Regions from separate parts of the Mus musculus genome. Here all the other regions are linked to region 2. A link is a contact called in public HiChIP or PLAC-seq and promoter capture Hi-C data. All regions are on one chromosome and are shown on one strand. Each heading gives the region's core, a stretch centred on a gene start, on an enhancer-like site or on the middle of the called end of the contact. The rest is flanking DNA. Distances are from core to core; before and after follow the strand shown.

What was found. Promoter capture Hi-C pulls out the DNA fragments that hold promoters and counts their contacts. HiChIP or PLAC-seq counts read pairs in DNA pulled down with a chosen protein or histone mark.
Region 1: a promoter capture Hi-C map of liver shows a contact between it and region 2, with 2.3 times the contacts expected there. The contact joins the enhancer-like site here to the promoter of Nhlrc2 in region 2. A contact is called at or near these places in 1 of 39 promoter capture datasets (liver), 1 of 15 datasets of contacts at CTCF or cohesin (the NIH/3T3 cell line), 1 of 484 Hi-C or Micro-C datasets (liver), 5 of 115 datasets of contacts at active chromatin or transcription factors (craniofacial prominence, embryonic stem cells, pancreatic cancer cells and 1 more) and 3 of 9 other capture datasets (adipose tissue, liver and pancreatic islet).
Region 3: an H3K4me3 HiChIP or PLAC-seq map of intestinal villus epithelium shows a contact between it and region 2, with 6 read pairs. The contact joins the enhancer-like site here to the promoter of Nhlrc2 in region 2. A contact is called at or near these places in 1 of 15 datasets of contacts at CTCF or cohesin (the NIH/3T3 cell line), 3 of 484 Hi-C or Micro-C datasets (the HL-1 cell line, forebrain and muscle stem cells), 10 of 115 datasets of contacts at active chromatin or transcription factors (the SCID.adh cell line, bone marrow-derived macrophages, cardiomyocytes and 5 more) and 3 of 9 other capture datasets (adipose tissue, liver and pancreatic islet).

Annotation. Positions count from the first base shown.
Region 1 is chr19:56,626,845-56,629,655 of GRCm38.p6, reverse strand. No RefSeq gene overlaps it. Among named protein-coding and RNA genes, the nearest start is that of Gm32441, 36 kb to the left of the region's middle. Within about 2 kb of position 1,430, at least 4 of the 459 cell types and tissues checked have an H3K27ac peak or open chromatin away from gene starts, as enhancers often do. A contact at or near this core is called in liver, where this site is marked.
Region 2 is chr19:56,546,828-56,549,671 of GRCm38.p6, reverse strand. Nhlrc2 (NHL repeat containing 2) reads right to left here and starts at 1,411. Exons shown (of 11, transcript NM_025811.3): 1 at 812-1,411. The coding sequence starts at 989. It overlaps Dclre1a (DNA cross-link repair 1A), which reads left to right and starts at 1,550. Exons shown (of 10, transcript NM_001360437.1): 1 at 1,550-1,698; 2 at 1,969-2,844. The coding sequence starts at 2,522.
Region 3 is chr19:56,475,930-56,478,982 of GRCm38.p6, reverse strand. Plekhs1 (pleckstrin homology domain containing, family S member 1) reads right to left here. Exons shown (of 13, transcript NM_001164263.1): 8 at 1,695-1,829; 9 at 445-560. Among named protein-coding and RNA genes, the nearest start is that of Plekhs1, 16 kb to the right of the region's middle. Within about 2 kb of position 1,497, at least 15 of the 459 cell types and tissues checked have an H3K27ac peak or open chromatin away from gene starts, as enhancers often do. A contact at or near this core is called in intestinal crypt epithelium, intestinal villus epithelium and pancreatic cancer cells, where this site is marked.

The DNA.
Region 1 (2,811 bases), core at 181-2,680, 80 kb before region 2:
TTTTTTTTTTTTTTTGATCAACAAAACTTAAATAGAAACGGAGGCTATTCATTGTGCTACCAGATTTAGAGCTTTTAACAAGAAACACACTCGTGCTTCAAGGGAAAAAAAAAAGGTCCTCAGAAGTCTGTCTTGCTCTGGCCAACGAGCTTCCAAATTTTGGTGGCATTATAAGTGGTGTCAGGATGACCCATCAACGTGTAAAGATTTTCAAAATTTTATCTTTCTGGAATGAGTCGGTACATTTCAATTCCCATTCAAAGTTGCTTTAAATATATAAGTAGATGATCACATTTACTTTTGAGTCCCAGCAGCCTCTTTTTTTTTTTTCATAAGGATGAAGTTTGTTAGTCTGTCCCATGTGTCTCTCACACCAACAGCCTGGACAACCATGCACGTGTTGCTGTGTTTGTGAGCGTGTAGCAGCCACAAAGCTTAAATCTAGCTAAGCCTCTGTATTTGGGCAAGACAGGGTAGCCTTGTTCCAGAGCCAGGCTGAAGGGGAAGTCTGGGAGCACAGGAGATCTAGCTGAGACTATGAGGGGAGCTATAGATAGAGGTGTTCTGTCTAGTGTCCCCCCTATCCCACTGGGACATTAGCTGGGGGATCTGCATACACACAGCCATTCAAAATTAGAACCATGTGTCCCTTCACTCTGGCCCAAGCTGGTACAGGGGTATGGGGATGCCTAGCCAAAGACTCATAAGTCATAAAAGGAGGGACAGGACAGGCTGGGGCATCAGGAAATCTGTTCTAGACAAAGATGGAGAGGGGAATGAGTAAGAATAAGAGGCAGAACCCAGGACAGCCTTCAGCAAATACCGTGGTGGCCACCCCTCAAAACGGGCAAATCGCAAAGAGGTCCATGGTCCGTACTACCTCCAGTAGGAACCCAGCACAGGAGCCCCTTAAATCCCTCCCAGCCTCTGCAGGCCATGATAGGAGCGTACCTCTCTCTGGAGGAGGTAGACAGCCACTCGCCAGATAAAAGTCAGCTTTACTAGCTCTGGGCTCAATGGTTGCGTTAACTGAAGCCCCCAGAACTAAATGCCAAAGAGCCCTTAGTCTAAGTCTGGTACCCCAAGTCAGTGTGCCTCAGGGGACCAGCAGTGTTTGTCCTGTGGCTCCTTTCTCCGGGTGACGAAATGGAAGAAACTGGAGGGATGTTTATGGAGTGGAAGTCTAGGAGAGTACAAAACAGGCTTCCACGCAGCTGGCCTGAGTCAACAGACCGCCTCCCTCGTGTAGAGAAATGCATCCTTTTCCAGTCACACAGGTGAAATCACACGAAGACTGATCCCATGGTCTCTAGGTTTTGCTGGAATTTTGTGATAGCAAATATTGATTGAAGCTGGTGGGCCGCCAGCACGGTCTGTCCATGTTTGAGAACTCTGGAAACTCTGGCAGGCTGTAGTGGAGAGGATGGGACTGAGTTCCGTCCCTGTGTCTGTTACCAACCAGCAGTGTGTCCTTCCATGACCCTCATGGGCTCATGGCCTGCCTGGTTTCCGCATTTGTAGAAGGACTGGATCTTTGTAGTTGGACTAAGTCTTTTCCAGATCTACGAATGAGTGATCTTATGACGTAAAGTGATATTGCTAAAGTCATCTGATGTTAATTTGGACTTCAAATCCATTCTGATTAATGTTTTCAGGCTCAGGGGGTGGCCTGAAGTGCACTTGCAAAATCCAAATTGGTCTCTTCCAGAGCCTAAGTCAACAGAAGGCTGGTGGCCTTTGGCAGCCACTTGGGGTCTCCAGGCTGGCAGATGGTATGGACTTTGGTACCATTGACAAAGTGTGGTTCACCTCTATCTGGAGCCTACAGTAAAACCATATTAAGTTTTTTGTGTTCCTGTTTCTAGCTGCATAGACACAGTTCAAATAGGGCTGAAAGCCCCAAGGGAGACAACTAGAATTTTAATTACAATCTCTCAAGACCATCAAAGCCTTATTAAGGAATGCTCTGAGTTCCAAATCCTACTAGCACGGGTCAACTCCCTGCAACCAGATGAGTCTCACTTTATAAACACTGGAGAGAAACAAGGCAGCTTTGACCACTGGGTGCTCACAGGAAGCCAGGCTGATGACAGGGTCTGGCCCTATCTCAAACACCTGTGGCTCTCCTTTACAAATAGGGGACAAAATGAAAAAGGAGGTGGTTTCTTGTGCTCAGCCGTGACAATGGCAACCTTTCTAATGCCCAGCTCCAGAATGACATGTGTATTTGGGGATGACAAAGGGGGACGTTTTAGCATCTAAAGCATTTGTGTGAGTGTTTATTTGTGTGAGTGTTCCTAATGAAAGAAAGAAAGCTGTCAGTATGGTCTATAGAACAGTGGTCTGGATTTGTGGTGCACAGAATGGCTACGTAGCCATGGAACTTAACCATCCTTGGGTGATTGTACTGGCTGGTTTTGTGTCAACTTGACACAGCTGGAGTTATCACAGAGAAAGGAGCTTCAGTTGAGGAAATGCCTCCATGAGATCCAACTGTAAGGCATTTTCTCGACTAGTGATCAAGGGGGAAAGGCCCCTTGTGGGTGGGACCATCTCTGGGCTGGTAGTCTTGGGTTTATAAGAGAGCAGGTTGAGCAAGCCAGGGGAAGCAAGCCAGTAAAGAACATCCCTCCGCGGCCTCTGCATCAGTTCCTGCTTCCTGACTTGTTTGAGTTCCAGTCCTGACTTCCTTGGTGATGAACAGCAGTATGGAAGTGTAAGCTGAATAAACCCTTTCCTCCCCCACTTGCTTCTTGGTCATGATGTTTGTGCAGGAATAGAAACCCTGACTAAGACAGTGATGCGCCGAGG
Region 2 (2,844 bases), core at 162-2,661:
AGTATAACGAGGGGAACGGTAAGCCCCTCTCAAGGCGAGTGCAAAAGGGTCCGAAATATCCAAGACTGTTGTGGGATGAAGGAGGAACAGATAGATCCTTCCGGAAGATACCTGAACCCTACCACAGGTAACAAATTAACTATGCATGTGGTTTCAGTGTCACACGCCAGGACACATGCCAACACGGCAGGCTAAACAATGACACTCCCAACCAAAGAAGGTAAGGGAGCGTTTTGTTTAAACTGTACTACCGGGAGTATCGTTTCCCTATGTCCCAACAGTTCCCACTACTAGGATTCAAACCTGAGTACTAAGCTAAAATTGATTCCAGATTTTAAAGATCAATAGGTTCACCACTTTGAACGTGGAAACGCGGTTGGACTAGAAAACCATCAGATGCTATGCCTGTAGAATGTAGTCCAACTCTAGTGGTTATTAGACGGGCAGGTTTCCTAGCCTTCCCTGTGCCTCAGTTTCCTTAACTGTAAAACAAGACTAGTAAGAGGGTCTCGGTGGGTTGTACCAGGTAAGTAGGAGCTCTCAAGTGCTTCAAACCGTCTGTGGCACATTAAAAAGTGATCAATATACACCCATGGAGCCTTGAGGCTACTGACGTCAGGTCACGCAGGATTCCAGACAGAGATGCAAACACTGGTCCCCGCCCAGCAGAACCCCCTCCGTGTGTCGCTGCTCCCCTGGAGCACCTCGGGGGCTGTGGGAGGACCGCAGGGCACCGATCTGCTGGCGGGAGGGAGCCACCGAGGAAGGGGAGGACCCGGGAGCGGCCCCCACCCCGACGCCAGCCCCTCACCTTCCGGAAACTCGGGCACCGCTAGGTCCTGCTCCCAGCCGTCCACCTTCTGCAGATACTGGTAGACCAACTCATCCTTCTCTTGCTGGGTGACGGCGTCCAGCAGGGCGTACTCGAGCGAGGTCTGCGCGGGCAGCAGGCCCGAGAGGCTCGCGCCGCGCGCTCCGGGAGCCGCCATGTTGCGCGAGCTCCCGAGGGCTCCGGGGCCGAGGGCGCGGGTCGGACCAGCGTGCGCCGCCCTCTTGACTCAGAGCGGGGCCTGGCCAGCCCGGCCCTGCGCCACACACGCTTCCGCCTCCAATAAGCCTTCCTCCGGACGCCAAAGTCCAAAGGGCCGTGCTTCCCTGGCGCGTAATTAAACTCCAGAGTTGCCCACCCCGCCCCTTCCAGGTTCCGGGCCGCCGCGAAGCCTGGACGTTCAGAGCGCCAGATTCGACACGGGGAAGGCTGCTAGGGTCGCGCTCCAGAGGAGCTGGGAACCCATTGCCTTTGAAGCCCGGCAGGGAATTCCAAGACAAATAAAATTCAAATAACCATGTACACGTTTAAAAGAGCCGACTTAAGAAAAGCCTGCCCATTTGTGTGTCCCACTCTTAAACTGAGATCAGCCGATTCGGCACGGCAGTGACAGTGGGACAGCGTTCCCGCCAAGAAAGACTCGAAAGGTAAAGAAGGTAAAGCAACCCTCGGAGGAGACTCTTTTTTTTTTTTTTTTTTTTTTTTTTTTTTTTTTTAATGTAGGCAGTGAGGCCGGTGGTTTTGTGTTGACAACAACAAAAGTGTCCTGTGACTCTGGGTGTGCTGAAAGTGCGGGCGCGAATGGAATGTCCCGCGAGCTGGCGCAGAGAGGAGGCAGCTGCAGCGGGGTCCCCCTGCTGCCAGGCCAGGTGTGCCCACGAGGGACTACCGGGAGGAACGGGGCGAGCTGCACAAGGGCTCATTGGGATGTTGGCATTATTTAACCTGGGAATAATGTAGGGCTCCTTCATTGATCTTCCCCCCACCCCAGATCCAAAGGCAAAGAGCGGGAGCCTGTAGGAATTTTCTGGTACCTGACCTCTCTGGAGGTCTGCAGAAGTGGCTGATTGATTTCAGGGCAGACAGCCCCTATGGTGTGGAGTACAGTCTCACATGTTTGAACTTTGTTCACTGTGCAGGGTTTGATCCTAGGATGGAGGAAGAAATGGACTGACCCAGGAAGCTGAAACTGGTTGGACCCATGAGTCACGAATAAGGGCAGCTGTCGGTTGTAACCAACACCTCTTTGATTATGGTCTAGTCTATGGACTAGTCTCACACTAAGTAGACTAGGGACTGTGACTGGACTTGTAAATGGACACTTGTCCACATGAACGAGAGCCAGAATAGCTTTCTAACCATTATATGGAGACTGTTTTCAGTTAAAGTCATTGAGCCTGGTACTTACCGTCAGTGCTTGACATTCAAGACATTCTTGATTCTTATTTTTATAAATCAAGTTCTGAGAAGTTAAAAAAAAACCTGAATGAAATAGTGTCACAATGTAAAGAAAACCGTATAGATGTTACCCTGTAGTGAGTTCTCTTAATTTTATTATGGTATAAAATGGAACAGCAGGTGTTCACAGGTACTAAGTGGGTTGTGTGCCAATATCACCAAAGCTTTCAGTTCCAACCAAGTTAGTTGGCTTTTGGCTACTTTTTTTTTCCTATTAAAAACTTGTTACAAGAAATGGACTCTGAATTCACCAAAGACTGGTGCTGTACTCACAAAAATCATTTGGCCATGTTAGAAGACACGTTTTGGGAAGAAGAAATCTGGGAATATAAATCTAAAAGAAAGCCCAAACCCGTACATCCAAATAATTGTTCTGAAAATATTTCAGAATCTGTTGAAAAATCAACAGATGGAAAACACCAGTCAAAAGGAAATGAAAAAAGGACTTCAGAAAATCCAGGCAAGACGAAGGACCACAAAGTGTGCCTTGCAGAAACAGACAGTCAGATTTCTGCAGGTTCCAGTCAGAGTTCGAGCTGTAGAGATGAGAGTCAGCA
Region 3 (3,053 bases), core at 248-2,747, 71 kb after region 2:
TTTGGTTCTCCAGAGCCTACGTAAGGCCAGGCACGGTAGCAGGCCTCTGAAATCCCAGTGCTTCTGTGACAAGCTGGGAGGCAGAGAATCCTGGGAAGCTCGTGGGGCCAGCGCACATGGTATGTACAGTGGAAACAAGAAGAGACCCTGACTCAAACAAAGCAGAAGGTGAGGACCAACACCCAAGGTGTCCTCTGACCTCTGACCTCTGACCTCCACATGTGCTTTAAGGCATATGTGTATCTCTCTCTCTCTCTCTCTCTCTCTCTCTCTCTCTCTCTGTCTCTCGCTCTCGCTCACACACACACACACACACACACACACCATTCACATATATAAATACACATGCACCCTCATACAACAGTTAACACAGTGAACTGGTGGTAATTGTTCCACTAAAAGCAGGTTAGCTAGACGCAGTATTTAAGAGGCCGCTCCACTTACCAGGTTCTCAATGATCTCATTGACACGTAATTGCTCTCCGCTCTCTTGAAACCTTGGTCCGGACTATTGGATTCGATGGAGTCACCAGAATCATTGGGTCCAGCAATATTCTCTAACTAAAGACAAGAGGAACAAATGTAAGGATTCAGATCTGCCACTGACCAGGCACCTCCTCACCTTGCCTCACGCCTCTCTGCATCTGGAATAACGCATTTTCCCTCGCAGGGAAAGTGCTTCTTCAGAGAATATTAACCTCGCCCTACTACACACCCGATGGCTTGGTTGTCCCAGAGAAGTATTTTTGGTGAAAGAAGTGTTCTATGCTTAAGAAACATTGGTCAACATCTCTGTGACCCACTTGGCTGCTTTAATCTCTGCCCTCCTGCCCTACCTTCCTCCCACATCCTCTATTTGTGTGTACTACAGATCACTGCTTCGTGGCCATTGTGTCTAAAAGTCAACTCATGGCTCACCACTTCCCTGCTTAGAAGACCTTTGCTCCATGCTGCCCTCAGCATAGAGTCAATTTAGAATTCACTGCCTGTCACGGGCTGGCTCTTTTGTTCTGTTAATTGTCTACTCTGCCATTCACACACTCTGAACTGTAGCCTACCTAAGCAATTGACCAGACAAGGATGTCTGTGGTCTCTGAAGCCTGCATTGAGTCAAAAGGAGCGAACAGTCTTCCCTGTGTCCCAATGCCTACCCTCTTTGGTAACTGAGGCTGTGGGCTCTGAAAGCAAGAGGGCAATGAGGCTCATCATTGTGGCCACCAGGCTGAGCATAGTGTGGGTCCAGCACTCAGAAGGACGTCTAGCTATCAACAGGCTGTCTCATATACACCCACACTGATTACCCAGGGACTTTCATTCTTTTCCTTTCAGTCCAGAAAAATAGAAAGACTACTAAGTCCCAGATTTAATCTGCCAAGTAGTTAAATGTTATCTCCTTTATAGAACCTTCTCTGATCTTCTGCCTGGAAACCAGTTCCCTCTTCCCACCACTGCCACAACCCAAACATCATATAAGCATATGTCTTGTGCGATGGTTGGCTCCTACTCCTGTGCCAGCATGGTGAGCCAGCCACCCGCCTCTGCCAACTTTACCTTTGTGCCTCCTAATCTCAGCCTGTTGGCTCTGGCAGCAGCGTGTGACAGAGGCTGGGCACATATGTTGAAGGAATGAATGCTTAGTGGGGCAGGGTGGAGCAGGGCGGGGTGGGCAGGGCAGGGCAGGGAGTGGGGACTTACTTCTAAACAGGCTTCTAAACTTCGAGGAGTGAGATAGTACTCTTCTTCTGTATCTTGGGTGGGTTCTGAGTGGAAATCATGATCCTGATGAAGATGAGCTTGCCTGAATCTTTGGAGGCTTTTTTGTATTAAATGCTGAATAAGGAAGATACAGAAGAAACTAATGAGTTCCTCCCTCCCTCCTCCCCTTCTTTTCAATAGAATTGAACCAATACTTTCTAGAAAAAAAAAAGTATAATAGATCAATTGGGTTGACAAGATCAGAGGCTGTTTGAGTGTGACAGGCAGAAACCCACATGACTTGAACTTGCTCTTCAGTTTGGGTCCCTCTAATGTGGGAACACATATGCCTAGCTAATATTTGGAATTTTTTCTCTACTGTGAAGAATTACAACTCTGAACAAGAAGTTTTCTACTGTGGGTGGAGTGCAAGTCACAGAGCTTTGTCATGGTGTCCCTACCCCCATCTCTTCCCAGTCCTCTCTCAACAGCCTCTGAGGAAGTAATTAGCCCAGAGTCACTGAACCTCCTTCTGGCTCAGGATCCCTCTTTTGTGTTTTGTTCACAGCTTGTCTGTTTCTACAGCAGTGTAATTAGGTAGTGTTGGCTACGTGACAGTCAGAATTATACGCTTCCAGGTGATGTAGATGCAAGCAATTAATTATTGCCTTCCCTCCCCTAACAGACACCAGATTGCCTACTGATGGAGCTGCCCTGCATGGCATAGGAATTGTTATGAGTGTGACTTAATTTCCCAAGAACAATGCCTGATGGCTGGGGACTTTCATAAGACCTCCCAAATGTTTGCTGGGAATTTTATGGAACTTAGCATTCTCTCTCTCTGTGTGTGTGTGTGTGAGAGAGAGAGAGAGAGAGAGAGAGAGAGAGAGAGAGAGAGAGAGAGACGGAGACATAGAGAACCCTGAGTTGTGATGGTTCAACTTTCAGGTTTTTATGGTCTTTTTGTTTTTTTCTCTCATAAGGGAGTGCAAAAGCAAGATGCATTCACTAGAAACTGTATTTCAGACTTTGAATGTTAGCCTTTGTGTGGGCTACCAATATGGGTATCACAACTTTCTTGTAAACCTGGTGGCAACAGTGAGCTTCAGCTCCTTGATAACTCTGCAATCATGGGGGAAACTGGGGACTCTGCAGTGTGCTGTGTTGCTAGGCTGTGGTGTTCCATAAGGCAGGTGTGTTAAATGCACTTTCAGCTTGTAGTGGTTTGAATATGCTTGGCCCATGGGAAGTGCCACTATTAGGAGGTGTGACCTTATTGAAGGAGAGGTAGCCTTTTTTAGAGGAAGTGTGTCACTGTGGAGTGAGGAGATATATATATGCTCAAGTCTGGGCAGTGTA